2 separate regions of the Mus musculus genome follow, and region 1 is linked to region 2. A link is a contact called in public HiCAR-type data. All regions are on one chromosome and are shown on one strand. The core of a region is the stretch at or near the end of the contact, and the rest is flanking DNA. Distances in the headings are between cores, read along the strand shown.

Region 1 (6,955 bases), core at 4,365-6,864, 220 kb after region 2:
AGGCTCTTCTGGCTTTCATAGTCTCTGGTGAAAAATCTGGTGTAATTCTGATAGGCTTGCCTTTATATGTTACTTGACCTTTTTCCCTTACTGCTTTTAGTATTCTATCTTTATTTAGTGCATTTGATGTTCTGATTATTATGTGTCGGGAGGAATTTCTTTTCTGGTCCAGTCTATTTGGAGTTCTGTAGGCTTCTTGTATGTTCATATGCATCTCATTCTTTAGATTTGGGAAGTTTTCTTCAATAATTTTGTTGAAGATGTTTGCTGGACCTTTGAGTTGAAAATCTTCATTCTCATCCACTCCTATTATCCGTACGTTTGGTCTTCTTATTGTGTCCTGGATTTCCTGGATATTTTGAGTTAGGATCTTTTTGCATTTTCCATTTTCTTTGATTGTTGTGCCGATGTTCTCTATGGAATCTTCTGCACCTGAGATTCTCTCTTCCATCTCTTGTATTCTGTTGCTGATGCTCAAATCTATGGTTCCAGATTTCTTTCCTAGGGTTTCTATCTCTAGTGTTGCCTCGCTTTGAGTTTTCTTTATTGTGTCTACTTCCCTTTTTAGGTCTAGTATGGTTTTGTTCATTTCCATCACCTGTTTGTATGTTTTTTCCTCTTTTTCTGTAAGGACTTCTACCTGTTTGATTGTGTTTTCCTGTTTTTCTTTAAGGACTTGTAACTCTTTAGCAGTGTTCTCCTGTATTTCTTTAAGTGATTTATTAAAGTCCTTCTTGATGTCCTCTACCATCATCATGAGATATGCTTTTAAATCTAGGTCTAGGTTCTCAGGTGTGTTGGGGTTCCCTGGACTGGGCGAAGTGGGTGTGCTGGGTTCTGGTGATGGTGAGTGGTCTTGGTTCCTGTTAGTAAGATTCCTCCGTTTACCTTTCGCCATCTGGTAATCTCTGGAGTTAGTAGTTATAGTTGACTCTGTTTAGAGATTGTTCTTCTGGTGATTCTGTTACCGTCTATCAGCAGACCTGGGAGACAGATTCTCTCCTCTGAGTTTCAGTGCTCAGAGCACTCTCTGCTGGCAAGCTCTCTTACAGGGAAGGTGCGCAGATATCTTGTATTTGGACCTCCTCCTGGCCGAAGAAGAAGGCCCAAAACAGGACCTTTCTCAGACACTGTGTTGCTTTGGCAGTTCCCAGGTGGTACAGACTCTCACCTAAGCAGACTAAATTCCTAAGTTCCTTGGAGTCCCGGGACCAAGATGGCGACCGCTGCTGCTGTGGCTTAGGCCGCCTCCCCAGCCGGGTGGGCACCTGTCCTCCGGTCCGGAAGGTGGCCGGCTGTCCCCGGCCCACACAGGGTGCTGCCTCAGCGCCTCTGTGCTTCTGCCTGTTCCAGAAGCTGTCAGGTTCTCTGGCGCACCCTCTCACCTGTTCAGACTAATTTCCTAAGTTCGGCGGGTCCCGGACCAAGATGGCGACCGATGATCTTGTTCTAATGACTACTTTTATTCAGTCAATGAAAACATGGCCAAAGAAAACCGACTTGACAACTATTCTGTTGGGGACAAATTTATTCACACTCCAAGCAGTCTAAGTTGAAATATGTATGATGGAAATGGCTTGAGTTCTCTCCTCAAGCGGTTATCAGATAACCTGTAACAATACAAAGAACCCCATTTGTATAGAAAAGACTCTCAGACTCAGTTTGGGGGACAATGGAGCAATACTGTAATCTAATCTTGCTTCACAGCAGGGACGGCAAATTCAAATGCATATAGGAACCCATGCACGCAATCTAATTTTCTCCTGACATCTTACTCACCTCACTGAAGGAGCAAGCCCAAATATAACCGAGGAGGCAGCAGTGAGCGAACTGGAAAAACTGCATGGAGCGCAATAGCAAGAGCCAGTAAACTACTGTCACAATAACCACAGGCAATGGAGTAGAATTAAAAACTATACCGAGCTTTTGAAAATAAACTGGAAACATAGACTCTGTGTGCACATTCCCAGTTTTCTAATTTTGCTCAAAGATTCTTCTCTCCCTTGCATTGTGAATGGGGAATAGAACGGTGTGAGGTTACTATTTTGTCTCAATTTACATAAAATAAATACTCAACTCCATTTCCTGTAAGACAAATCACATAGATTACATTGAAACATGAAGTAAAAATAACAAGCCAATCTGGGAAGGGAGGATTACCTGTCCATTGTCCTAAAACAATGTATTTACATCTGAGAAGACGGATTTTAGAAGCTTTGGCAAATCACTTCAGTTTTGGTCGTCTATGAATATTAAGCACTCTAAATGATAGATAGTTGGACTGTCTTCTCTGGGTGTGCACAGACATGCACCTCTTTGCTTTTCAGAGTTGGCATGCTAAATGTTTTATTAATGCACGCAACTTTCCTGAACTGAATTGAGGTTGAGCAATCACCCCAGGTTCAGAATGATAAGGTGGCAATTGTCTTGTGGTCAGAGCTGTGGCACTGGAGCTGGAAGCTCTGGGTACAGCCATAGCCCAGATGCAGGACAAAGGTCTTCACCAATTCTTACACTCCACCTACATGCACAACAAGACCTCGCTTCTCCTGCACCTCTTAAGAATACGAAAGTAGAAGCATTCATGGGGGATTTCAAACTTATGTTTAATTTTCAAAGCTGATCTTTTGCAGGGGGTGAGGTGTTGGGGGGAGGTTATGCTAGTGACTAAACCTAGGTCCACACTAAGCCTGCACTCCATCCCTGCCTTATTATATACCACCATTAGTTGGAAGGGGATAAACTCTAACATAGGCTCCAACCCTGAATAACACAAAGCTCTCCCCAACATCAGCCCAGCCGCCAACCTTCCCAAGGGAAACCCATGCTCTCCTGCTAACTACTGTGAGCACATACATGAAAACAGAGGACGCTGGTTAAATTCGATTTTTAGGTAGGTGGTAAATTTGTATTATCCATTCCAAATATTGTGCGGAAGCACTTATAAATACACAAAACAAACTTGATAGAGCTGTATTTTATCGAACAAGCCTTCACCATGGGTTCTTATGAAGTTACTGATTAACAAGAATTTGAATCGTGTATAGAGCTCTTAACTGCCAGAAAATGCTAAGGGACTCACATCGCACTACTTTTTAAAATGATCTGAGGATGAGGTGATTCTCCACTAGCTGATAGTAGAAGTCACCTGGGGAAGCAGCTCAATATTTTTTGATGTGCCCCTCATGTGATGAATCAGAATGGGACTTTTTGTAAGGACAATGCTGATGAACAGCTAGGCTGAGAGCCGCTGAGCTACAGAGGCAACGGAGCTCAATGACGTGGTAGAGCATGCGTGGTTGCTTCGGTGTAAAGTTCTCAGACTCTGCCGCACATTGAATTCATGGAGGGATTTGCAAAACTTACTGATGTCTGGAAGATTCAGATTTAATTAGTACTGGGTATAGTCTGTAGGCATCAGGAGTTGCAAACTCTCTAGTTAAGGTATTTTTAAGATGCAGCAAGGTTTGGAAAGCACTCTTTTGGGATGAGAGCTGACTAATGACTTTTGTGGGAGTAGAAGTGAAGCCCAAACTTCTAACCAAATTAAGAAACAAATGAGATATTACTTTTCAAGCCTGTTCACCTACATTGGCTGGAAGACTCAAATTTTATGAATGGGGTGTCACTGTTGAGGATTTTAACCTGGCTCTGTTTGCAGGATGCATGTTAATCCCTTTCCAGGAATTCTGGGGTGCAAATCATAGTTACACAGATCTTTCCACAGCAAAGCACCTTGAGTCACATGTAGTGATGGCCATATAACAATGTCTGTGATTGAACACAGGTACAACAGAGGGCCCACACGTTTAGAAAAGAACTGAACAAGCATAGTCACGGAGTACTGCAGCCAGCGTAAGGCCACAGTGATGCATTACTCATGTGTCTGTAGTGATGCTGGGGAAACCAAACCCATTCTGTCTGTCATATAAATGTATCACACATCCAATGATGCACAGTGCTTCATACGTGATAATAATAGATGATCATGTCTTGGTTTATGTATTTACTATACTACACTATAGTGGTTGAAATAGGTTTTGCCCCCATAGATCTATGTGTTTGAATGCTTGGGACATGGGGAGTGCTACTATTAGGAGGTGTGGCCTTATAGGAGGAAGTATGGCCTTGTTGGAAGCAGTGTGTTACTAAGTAGATGGGCTTTAAGTTCTCCTATGTTCACGTTCTGCCCAGTGTGGAATAAAGTCTCCTCCTGGCTGCCTTGGGGGACACAGTCCCCTTCTGCTGCCTTCAGATCAATATGTAGAACTCTTGGCTCCTCCAGAACCATGTCTGCCTGCATGCTGCCATGTTTCCTGCTATGATGACAATATACTCCAAAACTGTAAGCCAGCCCCAGTTAAATGTTGTCCTTTATAAGAGTTGCCTTGGTTATGTTGTCTCTTCACAGCAAACTAAGGCATACACTTTCTATAAGTAGTTTGGACTGCACTCCTATTCATTAAATAACAATGATGACAATAACAGCAGGTGTTGCAGAGCTGGTTACACATACACATACACACACACACACACACACACACACACACACACACACACGGGGAGTGGGGGGGGAGACCAACTACTACTGGGCTGGAGAGATGTCTCAGCAATTAAGAACCTCTTCCAGAGGTCCTGAGTTCAATTTCCAGCAACCTCATGGTGGCTCATGACCATCTATAAAGCCATCTGATGCCCTCCTCTGGCATGCAGGTATACATGCAGATAGAACACTCCTACATTTAAAAAACTCATAAATACATACATACATACATACATACATACATACATAAATACATAAATATTTTAAAACCTAACAACTACTGTTCAAGAATGGGTGTGGCTTGGTGGATTCACCAACCTAGCACATACAAAGCTCTTGTTTCAGTCACCAGCACTGAAAATGAAAGTGTTTGGAAGTTACTGAAGCGCAGACACGCTTTAGACTGCCCACAGCACTACGCATCACCGGCTTCCCCTGCCCTCCCTCTTCCTGAGATAGGCTCTCATTAAATAACTCAGGTAGGCTTAGACCTTGTAAATCTCCTGCTTTGGTTCCCCGAGTGCTGATACCATAGGCATTTTTTTAAAACCATTGACCTTCCCTGTTTACATCATGAAAGCGCATCGCAGGATTGAGCTGGGGGATGCAAGTTGCATAACTGCATTCTCTGGTGTTCGTGCAGTGGCACAACTGACACAGTTCTCGGAAGGTGTTTACATTGCTAAACAGTTCATGACCATGGAGTAAAGAAAACTTGAAAACTACACACTGACTTAACCAGACGCCATGCTGCATTCCCGGGTGGAGACGGAACCAAGAGGGAGATCTCAGCACCAGACGGACAGGAAAAGAGGACAATGTCAGCCTCCAGCCCCACTCCTAGAAGACAAAGCACCACTCGAGCATTGCAAACGTAAATGCAGTGATAAGGGACAGTGGCCGTTCTCGCAAATTGCTAAATGCACACGGATCCTGGAACAGTTTGTCCTCTAACATTTAAAAGCTTACTCGCCCCCAAGAGATTTCTTAGCCCTGAGCTAACACAGAGCAAAAGGAGCATAACTTTAGTGCCAAAAGCTCACACGTCTGAATTTGCCAAGAGCATGCACTGTGGGAGGATGTGGGCCCTTCCCCCAGCTGCTTGGGAAATCTGAGCGCTGGGAGAAGATACGACTGTCAGAGAAGATAGCCGATGAGTTCCAGAACTTCGTTTCAGGGAACTATTTCACAAGACTGACCGATTTATCAAAAGCGGTCACATAATACAGCCAGCAGCCCACAGTTTATCGTGGGTGGTTGATGGGATTCATCTGCAATGAAGCAATGGTCTCAGCATCCTGCCAGGTAGTGGGGTTAAGTACAACTAGTAAAGAATGACTGGAGCAAAGGAAAGGACACGTCTACTAACAGAACGGTTTAAAGTTTTATCAACAAGGCAGGGAGGGTGGGAGTCTAGATGGTCTGTACAGTGTACACCATACCCACAAAACAACGCCTCCCCATTTTCAGAGTGGGAGAAAGAGTTGGAAACCCAAAACATCATTGTTCAGAAGTAAACCGACCTTTCTCTAGTATTTCCCGTAGCTGTTCTTGTGCCTTCTTGCTTGCTCAGGGACCTTAAGGGCTCTGAAATGATATACTCAAATGTTTTCTGGTTGAGAAAATGAATAGGACATACACCGGATTGGTTTGAAAAAATGTCAATAAGTCTGTCCGTGACCTTGATAAAATATTAGAAAACTTTAAGTTCTTCGAGTACAGCTCTTCCCTTGAAGAGAATGCAATACTCAGAATTGGTATTTACATAGTGAGCATATTTCTTAGCCAAGGATTCATTGACTTCTGGGCCTCTCCAACAGAGCTAGTTTGCATACTACATTCTCTAGTATATTGAAAATGCTTGATAGAGCTGGATGTCCAGCACAGATAGAATGTGAGGGACGCTGGGTTTCATCCTCAATATACCAAGAAACGAGGAAAGGAGAGTAAAGGAAGGAAAGGTGGAAGGAAAAGAAGGAAGGAAGGATTACTGGGATTGCAGAAATAATATCACAATATACATTTTTTAATAAGAAATATTGGTTTAAGTAAAGGAAACCTTTATTGCTTCAGTGAAGGAAGCAATTGAACTTCTGGGCTATCAAATACTACCACATACTTCCCTGGAGTATAGACCAAAGGCTACTTAATTAATAAATGTTCAGCATATATATCTTTTGTAAGAAGCTTTGCTTTGTCAAAGATTCAAGAGGTTAGAGATTTAATCTGCATAATATTAGTGAGGTGTATTTGTAAAGTTATTTCTTCACATTTAACTTTAAGTCCTTGCATGTCCCAGTCACTATGACATTACTCGGGAAGAAGAACTGTAGTGAGCAAAATAGATAAAGCTCTTCTCTGGGTTCAAAAGACTTACAGCTTAGTGCTGAAGGCAGACGCAAATTACCACAA
Region 2 (7,435 bases), core at 2,248-4,747:
ATAAAAAGTGAAAAGAGCCGCAATAAACCCCAAGACAGATACACCAGGAAATACTACGGATTAGGAGAAAATGGTTATTTCTTGGATGTTCCCATCGTTGTGTATACTTCATTTCTAATTTGGTGGGATAAATGTAATCTTCCTGGAGCCTTGCTACAATTTTCTGGAGACAAGAAATGAACTAGATCTCCTTTATCTAAGTAAGCTGTCTCCTAAGAGAAGCTATGGCCAACAGAGGAAAAATAGACAGCTCGTAGAGCTTACGGTGATCAGAGTATCCATTAGCAGAGAAGAAAATGGGTCTCACCTCATATCTAACTGGTAGATGGTGATATAAATGCAGAATCCTGGATTCCAGGGATTCTGGGAAACCCAGCTCCCCACAGAGCCTCTGGGGGCAGCCACTGTGAGGTTGGGTTAAGCTGGGCACACAAAGTGTGTCCCTGTCAGAATCCCAGAATCCCATAATATTTAGAAGACCATCTCAAATGTCACTCTCGTTGAGGCAGGTAGCTTTGTGAGGACTGAACCCAGCTCTAGCTGCCTCGTGACTCAGTGAGCAATTCTGCTCAAGCCAGTGAATCACTGGGCCTAGAATCAAAACGCCACTGTCCTCTCTTGTCTGCATGTGTGCATGTAGCTGAATTAGAGACTCCGGGGTGAAATGAGTTTTGAGACAGAGCTTTGAAAGAGCTCACACGATATCTTCACAGTAAGTCCTTATTTTGAAAACATGAAGGTTAAATACGGGATGTTCTCTCATTAAAACTGGGGGTAAAAGTTACCTGTGGAGGGTACACAGTGATTTCCATGTTTATGTCCTTACAAAAGAGAACAAAAATCTCCCTCAGTTTTTCAGTTCTAGCACCAGAAACCCTCACCCTACCCTACCCTGCCCTTAGAAGTGTGTGGCTTCACAGCTCTAGTCTCAGAGAAAATAAACAAAAAGCTCGTTTGTCCCAATGCGGGGGTCGTGGGTGTGGGGGAAAAGGAGTGGGAGAAAACCCGCATCCCGCCAGAGTTCCAGTGCTCTGGGCAGGAGGACTCAGGAGGGTTGCCACATGCTCTGGAAAGCCACTGACCCCAGCTTGGAGGGTGGTGGACAAGGGGCAGTCCTAGGCACCAGGTTCCCAACTTCCCGCATCCCACATTGAATGGCGGCACTGAGCCCTGGGGCTGAAGGGAGGGGAGGGCAAGGAGAGTGGGCGCTTGATGGTTTCCACACAGGTAAGAGTCCTTGGTCAGGTCCTTGACTGGAGCGCAGGAAGGCCATCTGGTGGGAGGTTAGATGAAACTCGTTAGGGGAAAGCCTATCACATCGTTCAAGCATGGTGGGCCTTGATGAGCAGAGACAGTCTATGGTTTTAGAACTTTATTGTAACAAGGCAGGGAGAAGGAGAGAGAGTAGAAAGAGAGAGGCTGGCCACTTGGCGAGAGGGGAGAGGAGAGGGAGGGAGGGAGGGAGAGAGAGAGAGAGAGAGAGAGAGAGAGAGAGAGAGAGAGAGAGAGAGAGAGAGAGAGAGAGACAGAGACACAGACACAGACACAGAGACAGACAGACAGAGAGAGACAGAGAGAGACAGAGAGACAGAGAGAGACAGAGAGAGAGACAGAGAGAGGGCTAGAGAAGAGAGTAAGAAAGGTGAAAGCTTAAAGAGAGCGAGGAGGGACCAAGCAGTTCCTTTTATAATGGGCTGAGCTATCAGGTAACTGTGGGGAGGAGCATACCTGGCTATTGTCAGGCTACTGTGGGGATGGAGTCTAGCCACAATGTCAGAAGCTTGGGACATTGCCTGCATGACTGCACCTGGCTCTGGGAACGTGGTGCCTTGTAGAGTTCTCTACTGGGTCGCCGGAGCAAGCCCCATTCAACCAAAATAGGCTGCCTATCATAGTCCCACATCCCAAGACTAGAGTTTCCATCTTCACTGATGGAAACTCATCAGCCATGGATAACTTCTGGCTGTACAGATGCGAGGCTCTCCCACCTAGAAAACCAGCTCACTCAGTTTTGGGTTGGGCCCAGAGGGACAAAGAATTAAAAAGCTCTCATGAGTTGCAAAACACTTCTTCAATGAGATCATGGAAGGCATCAGGATGAATTCATCTTGCCCCACACTCACTGAAGGGTTCCATAAAGCAGTTATGGCCCCGTCCTTTTATTTGCAAGCTTCAAGGTAGGCAAATTTAGTGTGGCTTTTATCGAAGTAAGGAATTCATAAAAAGCCTGCAGTAATTTGATGTCAACTCACTATTTTGGTTCTGGTTCATCTCTGGCTCATTTCTGGCTCCCAGGATCCCATGCCTGTTCTGGCAGCTTCCTCAATTATAGTCAGCTTGCTTACCACCCAGGTCTGGTATTCTGCTTCTCATCAAACTCTCCAGTATTTACCTGATAACACTGGATAATAACTTTCCATTAGACTCAGTCAAGCCTCAACCACACAATTCCATAACTTAGGAGGCCTTCGGAATGTTATTCTCAATCCTAATTTCTTATCTGTAGGACAGAGATGACAGCAACTATTCATATCAGTCTTGTGTTTGTCAAACTATAAATATCTAATATTTGTCCCCTGCACCTCACTGTTGAGTTTGAACCTCGTGTGTCTCTTGTTTGTGTCTCCCAAATATAAGGATGTGATGAGTGGAGAGCATTCGTTCATTAGGTATTTTCTGAGTTGGAATGAATGGCGAGGCTTGGACAGAGATATTGGCTTTGGGGTTATCTGTGTACTTTCTGTGCTTTCCCTGAAACAGCCACTCTGCATCTGATCACAGAGAGCACAGGGAGACTCAGGAGGCAGAGGCTAAAGTGAGATGCTTGGATCAGTTAAAAGAATGAGATAGGTCACACAGTGGTCATCTCAGAGCTTTAATCCCACATAGTTATGTAAACACTTATCAACTACATGGCCAGGTATAATGCCTATGGAATACCAGGAGGCTGATTACAAGCCATCTGCCTTTCAGAGGCTCTGCTAAACAAGGCAGAAAGGCATACAAGCAAGCAAGCCAGGGCCACACAACGTGAAAGGTAAGTTCAAGTTATAAGTGCACAAAAGGAGGGCCCACATTTTAACTCCAAGAGGGAGGGTCAGGAAGACCCCCCCCCCATCCTTAAAGTAGTAAAGTCTGTTTCTGGTTATAAAGCACAAATAGGAGCTGTCCAGAGGCACATAAAAATATCCCAGCAGGACAAAATGGCGTGCACAAAGGCATAGAACGAGTCTGTGGGAGCTGCAGACAGTTTGGCAATACCTAAGTCTAGATTCTACCATTAGGCTCGAAGGAGGAAGGAGACTGGAGCAGGTCATAAGGGACTCATAGTGAGTCATCCCCTTGAGGTGCAAGACCACTTTGTGTTTGAGGTCAGAGGCAAATATTTCAAATTCTTTAGCGTGCAAAAGAGCCAGCAGTGAGTTTAGCTGGGAGCATATTACAACATCCAGTCCCTCTCTGCACACTCCCTGGACACCCTGCTCACCAGCTTCAGCATCTCAAAAGCCTCCACATGCTGGACCCATTAGGCTGTGCATGCTCCTCTGCCTGAGTCATTCACACTCTTCCTATGGTGGCTGAACCCAGAGGACTTCTCCACTAATGGAGTCTGAGATGACTTATTCATAGCCAGGGACTTGAAACTCGGTGGCAGCAATATCTTGACAGCAAGATTCTAGGTTCAAATTGTCCAGCTTGTTGTCTGGGGATCCAGTGCGAGTGAGGAATGGAATGGATACCCTCTCAAACAAGGGTAGAGGAAGGGACTCTGACTTTTCCCAACGAGTTAAAACTGACAGTATTTCCTGCATAGCATTCTGTGTTTGGGCACCAGCTGGCAATAAGAGCTGAAAAGTGACATTCAAACACTTTATTTGGCACACCTAGTTTTGTTTATAATATCTGATGCAATATTTAAAATGTAGGGAGCTTTTGCTTCGAATTTCAGATTTCTGGATTCTGTCAAAGACTGGAACTATCTGCCAGAAACCCCCTAAAAGTAAAGAAGGGAGTTCCTAATACTGAATACAAGCTGTACACCCCAGGTTCCCACCTGGCCCACCTTTTATACTGGTATTCCTTTCTCACATTGCAACTGAAGTTGATTGCACTTTCTTTGACCCCTGTTGGCATCTGAGTTCACAACCCTAATGCTCAAGCTATGCTTATGGAGATATAGTGTGATGATATTTTTCAGTAACAGAAGGCTGGACCTTTAAGATATCATCCCTGGGAAATTTCATCTCCTTGATGCCCTGGAATTCATTACAATATAATGTGATAAGGAAGTGTGAAACGCGCCAATCTCCATCCACTTTTCTTCCCTTATTTGCAGAATACATATGAGACCAGTCGAGGCTGGGATTATAGTTGCTATTTTTCTTGTTTCCCTTCACAGTCGTACTCTAGGATGGATGCATTGCACAATCAAGAGATGATGAACGGAATGGTGTCGCTGGTCCAAACCTATTTTTAAATGGCACTCTTTTCTGTGTAATCTAAAACCATGGCTTCTGTATGGAGGGCTTTGCCTTTTCCATCACGTATCATGACTTAGGTGCCCCTCCCTTCTTCCTGCATTCATCAGCTGGCTCTTCCAGCTAACCTTCCACAACTTCCCCAGGCTGGCAGAATTCTATTTTCTATTCTAAATCGTTTGCTTACTGTTATTATACACCACTCTGAGCCTTGGCTTCCTCCATGAAAAACCTAGCATCTGTTTTGTAAAATAATTGTGTACATTGTGCTTGAAACATAGTGCAAAAGATCAGTGCACATTTAGGTATCTTTGTATGCTTAGATGTTTCAAATGATATATATATATATATATATATATATATATATATATATATATATATCCTCACAACACTGTTGAAAAGCAGGTCCCGATGTTAAAAGCCCCAATTTTATAGATACAAAAGTCAATGAACAAAAAAGTTGGATCGGCTAAGGTCACATAGCTAGCACACCTCATAAGACTCCAAAATAGGGCAGTTATACCAAGAATCTACGCCTCTAACAACTTACATCCTCACCTCTTCTCAGGGGAGGTCCGGGAACAAGACAACACCCTTCGTTTTACTGCTTGTAATTTCTCTCCAGTGCTACATTGTATCTTTCAATCCCACAAAGCCGGATGGGCTTTGACTTGTGGTTAAAGCATGATTTGACGAGGAGACAGAAAAAGCGAGAGAGGGAGCTCTTAAATCATGTAGTTAAAACCTTGGAGGTGAAGGTCCTCTGTCTTCATTCTCACTTATTAATGCAGGGGAGTCTTCAAGGGAAGAACTGTTTTGCTTTGTTTTTAAAGTTTTATTAGCAGATCTCTCTTGACAGCTCTCTTCTGCTCACACGTTCAGCACAGATACAAAGCATTTCTGTAGCCATCTAACTATCAGAATGCAGGGCCATTTTTCATCTCATCTTTGTCTTGTATTCTCAGTTCTAAGAACTCACTTATCCAGATTAGGTGCTTTAGATGCTCTTCCAGCTGCCCTTAGCCTCTCTATCTTGGCTGCAGGTTCCCTAACAGCCCTTAGCCTGTTCATGTGAAAACGAAGGCCAGGAAAAGATGACAGCGTCTGTGGGTTTGTCTCTGCAGACCATGTCCAACGGACTGGTTCTACCTGCCTGAGTCCCAAAGGGCCATGATGTGTGATGAGCAGCATCTGAGGCTGGAGTGCATCCACACGTTTACCAAGACTCTGCATCCACGACTTAGTTCTTGACTTTTCTCCTGAATTCCATGTGCTTGTTAAAATAACCACAGAGGAAAGAGAAGAAGACAGACCAAGAGATAAGAGTGAATTCTAAACCTAATATGGGACTGGGAGGAAGCAAAGGACAGCAGTAAGGGGTGGTGAAGATCAGAATTAGTATGACAAAGTCAAGTCAGCCGTAAAGTCACCAAATGTGAGACTGATGGTGAACAGGGGAAAAGAGAAAGTGAGATGAGGAGTGGGGAGGGAGACAGCTGCTGCCTTTGTGAGAACCTTCGAATTGACAGAGAGCTGTGTGTCATGACTGTGGTGAATACACCAACCAATGGAATTACCCACAATTCAGCACACACCCACATTGAATGGCACAGATATACAAGGGGTAAAACTGGGAAGTCGAAGTCAGTATTGGTGGGTTATATAAAGTTTAGAATTCTTCTTGTGAAGCTCTGACCCTCCCCCACCCACTTTTTTTCCTTACAAGTTATTACCACAGAAGAAAACTGAGTGGAATCCACACAGGCTCTCTCTACTGTGTCCTACAGCTGTGTGTGCAACCACAGCTACTGCAACCAAAATGTTTAGTTAAGATAAAAAGAACAAAGCCATGGGGACACAAAGCAAGTGTAAGCGACAGGAGAATAGGGGCTCAAAACAGAGACAGAGATGGCGTTATTAAATTGACTAGATGCGAGGATCAAAGGCAAAAACCGATTCTAATGTTTCTGGGGTGGGGAGAAATGCCAATATTCATGGATTGAAAAGAGTTGCTAAAGTTTAGGCAGAATGAAGGAAATTGATTTTTAAACACATGTGTCAAGGCTTTCTCTATAAGGATTGCTATAGTAAATGATAGCCCTGTAAGGCTGCCAAGAAAACCAAGAGCTTTTAAGCAGCCGTGGGAAATAAAAGTGGCAACTCACTGGCTAGCGGTGTTGAAGAAAACACTTGTTTTGGGGATTCCATATTGGAATCATGGGCTGGTGACATCCATAAGGTAATGTGGAATCAAAGAGATAGTGCAGGCAGAGTAGACTGGAAAGGAGACTGCGTTAGTTAGCCTGTCATTTCTGAATGAGTCCTGGCTGTATATAAGTGATCTCCTAAGAGACACAAAAGTGACCTCTATCGGTTTCTATTTAGATGTGAATGTAGGCACAAAGCAAACCCAATCGTCTGGATACCATTGCCGTTGCCTGGAATCACTGCTGATTAAATACAGTACATTCCGTCAATGGGCACTTATGGGCCCTTATGCAGCAAGGCTTTATTTATTTGTTTGTTTGCTTATGTACTTAGTCACTTTACATTCTGCTCACTGCCCCTCCTCCCAGTCACCCCTCTCACTATCCCTTCTCCCCTTCTTTTGTCCCCTTCTCCTCTGAGAGGGTGGAGGAACCCTGGGTATCATCCCGCCTTGTCACATCAAGTCTCTGTGGGCCTAGGTGCATCCTCTTCCACTGAGGCCAGACAAGCTCATCTAGAACATACCCCTCAGACAGGCGACACTTTGCGATAGCCCCTGCTCCATTTGTTCGGGACCCACATGAAGATGGAGCTACACATCTGCTACATATGTGTGGGGAGGCCTAGGTCCAGCCTGAGTATGCTCTTTCGATGGTGGTTCAGTCTCCGAGGGTCCCAAGGCCCAGGTTAGTGACTCTGATGGTTTTCCTGTGAAATTCATATCTCTTTGGGGGCCTGCAATCCTCCCC

Evidence for each region. HiCAR-type assays count read pairs that join an accessible place to other places.
Region 1: a contact with region 2 is called in a HiCAR-type map of fibro-adipogenic progenitors, with 4 times the contacts expected there. The contact joins two enhancer-like sites. A contact is called at or near these places in 4 of 39 promoter capture datasets (3T3-L1-derived adipocytes, embryonic stem cells and stem cell-derived epiblast-like cells), 5 of 484 Hi-C or Micro-C datasets (all in embryonic stem cells) and 2 of 115 datasets of contacts at active chromatin or transcription factors (embryonic stem cells and fibro-adipogenic progenitors).

Annotation. Positions count from the first base shown.
Region 1 is chr11:34,844,435-34,851,389 of GRCm38.p6, reverse strand. No RefSeq gene overlaps it. Among named protein-coding and RNA genes, the nearest start is that of Gm22022, 5.6 kb to the right of the region's middle. Within about 2 kb of position 5,614, at least 49 of the 459 cell types and tissues checked have an H3K27ac peak or open chromatin away from gene starts, as enhancers often do. A contact at or near this core is called in fibro-adipogenic progenitors, where this site is marked.
Region 2 is chr11:35,062,108-35,069,542 of GRCm38.p6, reverse strand. No RefSeq gene overlaps it. Among named protein-coding and RNA genes, the nearest start is that of Slit3, 56 kb to the left of the region's middle. Within about 2 kb of position 3,497, at least 49 of the 459 cell types and tissues checked have an H3K27ac peak or open chromatin away from gene starts, as enhancers often do. A contact at or near this core is called in fibro-adipogenic progenitors, where this site is marked.